Regions from separate parts of the Mus musculus genome. Here region 2 is linked to region 1. A link is a contact called in public Hi-C data. All regions are on one chromosome and are shown on one strand. The core of a region is the stretch at or near the end of the contact, and the rest is flanking DNA. Distances in the headings are between cores, read along the strand shown.

Region 1 (3,465 bases), core at 531-3,030:
CGGTTGGCTGTGTCCTCGCCTCCTCTCTACATAGGTGTCCTGTATGATCTGACATCTGTCTGTGACCATGTGCCCCATCTTAGGTCACTAGTCACATTGGCTTCAAGCCACCTGCAGGCTTTTCTGTCTTTAACCCTTTAACCACCTTGTTCAAGACCCTGTTTCCACACACAGTTCCTTCCATCTGAAGCTTCGGTATCTAGATTTGTTCATCTCAAGATATGGACGCGTGTGGCTTATAGTACACAGTGAACACCAAGGGGGCTGGTGGGTGTTTGAGGTAGCGTGTGTGCGTGGGTGCTTGTGTGCGCGCGCGTGTGTGTGTGTGTGTGTGTGTGTGTGTGTGTTAATCCTCACTCAGCTGCAGCCAGCCCCAAGTGCAGCTTTCTCAACACACCCAATGTTTTATTTTTAATGTATTACTAGCTGATTTAAATTTACATGGTGAGAATTAATGGAAGAGGAAAGGCATCAACACTGAAACGAAGCTCACGGGCAACGACGAAATGTGTAGGAATACCTAAAGCCAGAGCAGCAGGCTTTCAGGAGCACCACTGGTCTGAACAGGAAATGCACCTGAAACTGAGTCTGAACCTCATCCTAACAGAACAGAGTCAGGAGTTAGCTGGATCTCCTAGAGGCTTCTTACAGACAGAAATGTGCTTTAACCAGTCCCTAATGTGCGCTATGCTGAAGTTACCCATGATGCATCTGTGACACTGGAGGCAAACTTGTTTTTGATGAACATGTCTCCGCCTACTGTGATAGCTACCTAGTGTGTGCTGGGCACTGCTCAGTCTTCAGGCGACCGTGAGTCACCGTGCTAGATCTGTCCAGCGTACCCATGTGTTTCACTGAGAAGGAGAGGACAGTTGTGACAGTCACCCATCACCTGGATGGGCACAAAAGCTCCTGCCCAAGGCTTAGCTGACGGTGGTGCTGGGAAGGGGGTTTTCAGGCCCTCTTATGAGACTGAGTCTACCGTATGATGTCACCATGCAGAGTCCCAGGCTCGTCTCATAGTGTGGCTTTGGGTCTTGCACATGCCTGGGCCTGGGTAGCTGTATTAACTGTCAGCCAGGTCATTCTCGGATGTAACAGGACGAGACGAGGTGAGACTGCCCTCAGTTTCCCACCTGCCAGTGAGCATCCTGTCCATCCTTGTCATGGTGGTGGGTGAAATACATGACATGACATTTCCGTAGGGAGAATTGTCACCTCCAAGCTGACCTCAGCCTGTAGATGTCACAAGGATTATGCAGGGTGCCCAGGCCATGGAGTTAAATTGTGTGTACTCTTGCTCCCTAGTGGTGAGTCTTGGGTAGGTCCCAGCCTGAAGAAGTGAGCATTGTGGCTTTCATTTTTCAGATGTGGTACCCAGGCACCCACTAGGTCCCATCTGTCACTCAGGGCAGCGGAGAGTCCCATCCTTAGCTCCTTTCTTCTCTCCGATCCTAGTGGTTGTGGTTTCTGTAGGTGTGCTCCCTGGGGAAGTTTGTGTCCGGGATTGGGCTAGAGTTAACCAGATTGTCCTGGTTCAGAGCAATCTCCACACACCACCCTCATTTCTGACCCGACAGAGAGGTTCCTGGCATCAGCCTCAGCTAACAAATGCTTTTAGAAGGACTGAAAGTTCCACCTCACTGCCCTGATTCCTCACAGGGAAGGGAGAAAGTTCCATCGAGCCAAAGTGACGTCATGGAACAGACACAGGGAGGAGCCCAACAGAGGTCTGCCTTGTCTCTTCCTATGAGGCAGGTATACTGTACTTCTGCCATCGACATGTGACAGCAGAGTAGGGAGCAGGGAAGGGTCACTGGAGGTTATCAGGGCATTGCCTCTAAGGCTTGCTTGACAGACTGACTGTCACTCCAGACCCACCAAGACTATGACACAAAGCCTCCATCCTTGTGCATATAGTTGATCTTTCTGGAATGGCCAGTCGCCCTATGTGTGATCAGCCACCCAAAGCAAGAACTTGTCATTGGATGTGACTAAGATTAGCCAGGGTGGAGGCCCAGCTTCTCTTCAAGAAATACCCACTTCTTCACCACCCAGATAGGTTGAAGGGATGGCCTTTGGTTGGATGGTGGCTACACAGGCAATGGCTAGGCCCAGGGCTGGGCCAGTCACTCTCCATATTCAGCTGTGTGCCTATTCTGAGCCATTTGCAGGCACCAGCTCTCATTCTCTGTCCCTCTGACTATTCCCTGATGTTCCGGGGCTATCATTAGCACTGCCAGGACCCAGAGGGGAAGCAACCTGCCAACCATCACAGAGCCAGCCAGGGGTGGCAGCTGGGCCACCCTGTTCCAGAATGCCCGCTCTTTTGACCCCTTTCTCACACCTGCCTGATTTGCTTGTTAAACTTTAAAAAACATTAATTAGTGGCCGCTGCCACGTCAGATGGCCTGCTCAGCACCCCTGGAGTTCCTTCGGTAATTTCCGGTCTCTCGGAGAAAGAAGGACCACCCTGAGTCCACAGGTCTTAGGTCTCATGGCCATCGTTGCCTAGGGCTTGAAGGAGGAGAAATGAGGCCAGAGAACAGGCTGGAGGGAAGTTATTTTTCAATCAAGTTGGGCTTTGCCTTGCTAATCCTTCTCCTCTGCAGGGGCCAAGGGCAGACAGCTCTTCCCAGCATGGGGACAGCTTTGGCCCTGAGATTGGGACCTCCCCCCCCCCAATCTGCAATAAACAGAAGAATGTGTCTCAAAAGACACCCAGCTGCTCCTAATGAAACTAAGAGCTGAGAAGTGGAGAGAGGGAGAGAGAAAGAGAGGGAGAGACAGAGACAGAGACAGAGAGACTGACTGTCAGCCAGGAAAAGCCCAAGATCCTCTGGGTGACACCAATCCCTCCAACAACTGGGAATCTGTTCAAGACCTTTTGAATGGAGTTTTTCCCTGTGTGGGCCTGGGCACTAAGTTCCCTTGCAGGTCCCAGTCTCAGGTTCTTCCTATGTGATGTGGAGATCATAACATACATCTCAGAAATGCATATGCACATGGCGTGCTGAAAACACATGTTCCACACATGCCTTCACAGTACACACAACTTAAACACGTGTTCTGGGTTCCGTACCCGAGGCTCTTAGAGGATTTGAAGTTTACATTCAAGGTCCTCTTTATCATAGATGTGTTCTGTTTATGAAAATGAAGGTATTCCAAACCAAAGAAGCTTGGAGCAAATGTGTTTTAAAGAGTGCAGAGACTGGGCTGGCTCAGGGGGCAAAGGCCTTGATATTGTCAGCGTGAAAACCCAAATTCAATCTATCAGAACCCACATTTTACAAAAAAAAAAGAAAACCCAAAAAAAAACCAAAAAAAAAACTCGACAGGTATGGTAGTGTGCGTTTGTCATCCCTGCGTTGAGATAGAGAGAGATGGGATCCCCGGGTCCTCACTGGCCAGCCTGGCCATATTGTCAAGTCCCAGGTAGAAAGTGAGAGACCTGTCTTAAACAAC
Region 2 (3,465 bases), core at 298-2,797, 170 kb before region 1:
GTGGGAAGCCGGTGAGCAGCGCAGAGCAGAGCGGCTTTGAGCAACCCAGGCTCCTTGCCATGAGGTTGTTGGAGGACTCCGTGCTAAAAGACTCAGGCTCACACGCTCTGGAGGATTCTCCGAGAAACTAGTGGAGGTGTCCTGGTGTGTCCTTCCCCCATCCCCATCATGTGCTTCTCCAGTCTTTCCCTTATCCCCCCACAACCTGGCCCTCCCATTGTTAAATCAGTTAAACCCAAGTGCTTTGGGCTGTTTTATAGGACCCGAGAACTGGTGAAGATGTTTTCCTCAGATTGAATATGAAGCCACCCACCTTACACATAAGGAAATGCAGGAGCAGAGAGGTCAATACCCTGAGGCTGTACAGCCAGTAGATGAGGAAGCCAGACTTAGTTGTCACTCGGAGGACTTGGAAGCCAATCTGAGGTTCAGGACAGTGAATAGTGAATATTATACTTGACTCCTCTCCTCTCCTCTCCTCTCCTCTCCTCTCCTCTCCTCTCCTCTCCTCTCCTCTCCTCTCCTCTCCTCTCCTCTCCTCCTCCTCCTTTTCTTTTTCTCTTTGTTTGTTTGTTCCTTTTGTTTTTCAAGACAAGGTTTCCTACCTGTCCTGAAACTCCCCCTGTGACTAGGATAATCCTCCTGCCTCTGCCTCCCCAGAGCTGGGATTAAAGGCAGGCACTGCCACCACCACCACTGCCAATGTTTAACAAATAAGAAACGGGGCTGGGGAGGTGGCTTAGCCCTGTGCTCTTTACTGAGTACTGAGTTCCCACTCCCAGCGCCCATGTCAGAGGCTCATCACCATCGCCAGGGCACCCGAGGCTTTTTTCTGGTGTCTCTGGTTAAAATTTGCACTCACATACACAGAGCCAGAAACACCCAGATCTTCTGCACGTAATTAAATTAAAAATTAAATCAAAGTACCCCTTGCTCCTATCACTTTAAGCAAATTATTTTTACTATTATTCTCTCTCTCTCTCTCTCTCTCTCTCTCTCTCTATCTATCTATCTCTATCTCTATCTCTATCTCTGTTTTCGAGACAGGGTTTCTCTGTATAGCTCCAGGTGTCCTGGAACTCACTCTGTAGACCAGGCTGGCCTTGAACTCAAAAATCCACCTGCCTCTGCCTTCCAAGTGCTGGGATTAAAGGCGTGCGCCACCACTGCCCAGCTTTATTTACCATTATTCTTATTTGAGAAGAGGTGTCATATAGCCGAGACTGGCCTTGGTATTCTTTTGTGGCCAAGGATGACCCTAGTGCCAGGCACTCAGGCTCATACTGCCAGCCTGAATGTGCTCTGAGGATCCCTTTGCGCTGTTTCCCATATTTCTTTCCATCTCCGTGTTTTTCTGACACAGTTAGGATGTGCACAGTAGGACTGACAAATGGTGTCACCTGCTCTTGCCAATCAGATATTGTTGGGACAGAGACAGCTCCTTCAGGGATCATCTTGCAGCTGCCCTCACACTCCCATGGGAGGTTTGAGAAACAGTGACAGAGACCATGTGGTCACAGAGTGTGTTCCCTGTCTGACCCTTTCCAGGAAAGCCTGCTGGCTGGCTCCCAGTGTTGGAGCACACGGTTCGGCAGCCTGTGCTGTTCCTTCAGCCCTGGCCCCAGTGTCAGTCATCATACTTCTCACGGCAGACGGCCCAGAATATTCCACGGGATGGATGCTGCTTGTTTTCATTTGGCGTTCTCTTTTTGCTGGACTGCTCTATCGCACCTCTGTTTTCCCCTTTCAGCCAGGCAGACATTCGGGGTGTGTATTATTTAAGACACAAAGCACCCACTATGTGCCCGCAAGGCACGGGGTTAAGCACTTTACCAATGTTTATCCTCAGGTCACAGTAAGGACTCTGTAGTTGGAGGTGTGATGTCCATTGGCTGATGCTGTGTTAAGCATGCTGGCCGAGCTCTCCTGCTCTGATCAGCTAGCCGTGTGGAGTGTCCTGGGGGAAGCAGCCTTCGAGAACCCCATGTGCAAGGCAAACCCAGGCTGTGACTCACAGGCACTGTCCTGCTCCACCCAGCAGCCCACATCACCCAGATTTAGCTCTGCTGTAATCTTTAGGTCTAATCTTTGACAACGGGCTGTTTGGCCCGAGTGACCACAAATGCTGTTTTGTTCATTAAAATGGCACTGAAAATGGCCCGTTCTATATTGAAGGCCAAACCCAGCAGTGCCTAGGAGTCTACAATGGCTTAGCTCCAAAGGGCTCTGTCTACTTGCCAACCAGAGGGGCCTGGAGCTCACCAGTAGTTAAGCAAATGATAAACCCACACATCCAGTTAGACGGAGAAATCAGAACACAGTGAGCATGACTGTCCAGGAATCAGGAAAGCCTAGGAGAGCTCAAGGTATCTACAGAGCAGTCGGGGCCATTTCTAGCAGTTACTAAAAGTAGGGATTCCTGTGTCAGGCTTGTTAGCTTTCCCTGGGTCATAAGCCTTAGTGAGGTTCATGAGAGTTTCGTATATACTCCCTGGGAGAAAAAGACATGCCAAAATGTCTTATGTATAGTGACCGCTGTACTGTACACATGTACCTGTACCTGGTGGCCCTTCCAGGGGCCCAACAATGATCCACTTTGGAAAGCGACATTAGTGAGCACTATTTATTTATTTATTATGTATACAGTGTTCTGCCTGCATGTGGGCCAGAAGAGGGTACCAACCAGATAACCAGATCTCTCTCTTTCTCTCTCTCTCTCTCTCTCTCTCTCTCTCTCTCTTGAGACAGGGTTTTTCTGTATAGCCCTGGCTGTCCTGGAACTCACTTTGTAGACCAGGCTGGCCTCGAACTCAGAAATCTGTCTGCCTCTGCCTCCCAAGTGCTGGGATTAAAGGTGTGCACCACCACCGCCCAGTTCCAGATCTCATTATACATGGTTGTGAGCCATCACATGATTGCTGGGAATCGAACTCAGGACCTCTAGGAAGAGCAGACAGTGTTCTTAACCACTGAGCCATCTCTCCAGCCTAGAAAGCACTTCTAAAGGACACTTATACTCTGGTGGTAGGTCCCTGAAGGTTGTGTCTCAGACTGGGGAAGTGTAGGGAGTATTCAGTATGGATGGCGTTTCTCCAGTGGAGGACTGAGGCCGAGTGACTGGGTCAGGGTGAGCTGAGAGCAGGGCTCTGCTGTTGGGGTGGCAGGATCCTGCTTACTCACCTGTGTGATCTCTTGCCCACCAGCCTTGAGTGGGCGTTGACATGTGATTTGTCATCAGATCAATTTGGCGTCTCCCAAGCACAAGAGAAAAGAGATGCTGACCATGGCATCCGTGGGAAGATGAGAGGCGTCACACCCAGATGATGGGATAGCGTGTCTTCATGGGCCCTCCTCGTATGTGGAACAAGGAGGGCTGAGCTGAGTGTTACTGAGCTGTCCATCCTAGGCCAGGCCAATGTCCCTGTAGCCGTGTACTGTGAGAATACACGAGGAAGGCTCACCAGG

The links. Hi-C and Micro-C count contacts between places; a contact is called where the count stands out from the background.
Region 2: a contact with region 1 is called in a Hi-C map of muscle stem cells, with 1.8 times the contacts expected there. The contact joins two enhancer-like sites. A contact is called at or near these places in 3 of 484 Hi-C or Micro-C datasets (cerebral cortex, cortical neurons and muscle stem cells), 2 of 115 datasets of contacts at active chromatin or transcription factors (embryonic stem cells and pancreatic cancer cells) and 1 of 9 other capture datasets (pancreatic islet).

Annotation. Positions count from the first base shown.
Region 1 is chr12:104,821,231-104,824,695 of GRCm38.p6, reverse strand. All of the region lies in intron 1 of Clmn (calmin), which reads left to right. Among named protein-coding and RNA genes, the nearest start is that of Clmn, 42 kb to the left of the region's middle. Within about 2 kb of position 1,780, at least 11 of the 459 cell types and tissues checked have an H3K27ac peak or open chromatin away from gene starts, as enhancers often do. A contact at or near this core is called in muscle stem cells, where this site is marked.
Region 2 is chr12:104,991,078-104,994,542 of GRCm38.p6, reverse strand. The region is part of intron 2 of Syne3 (spectrin repeat containing, nuclear envelope family member 3); the gene reads left to right. Among named protein-coding and RNA genes, the nearest start is that of Syne3, 5.9 kb to the left of the region's middle. Within about 2 kb of position 1,547, at least 97 of the 459 cell types and tissues checked have an H3K27ac peak or open chromatin away from gene starts, as enhancers often do. A contact at or near this core is called in muscle stem cells, where this site is marked.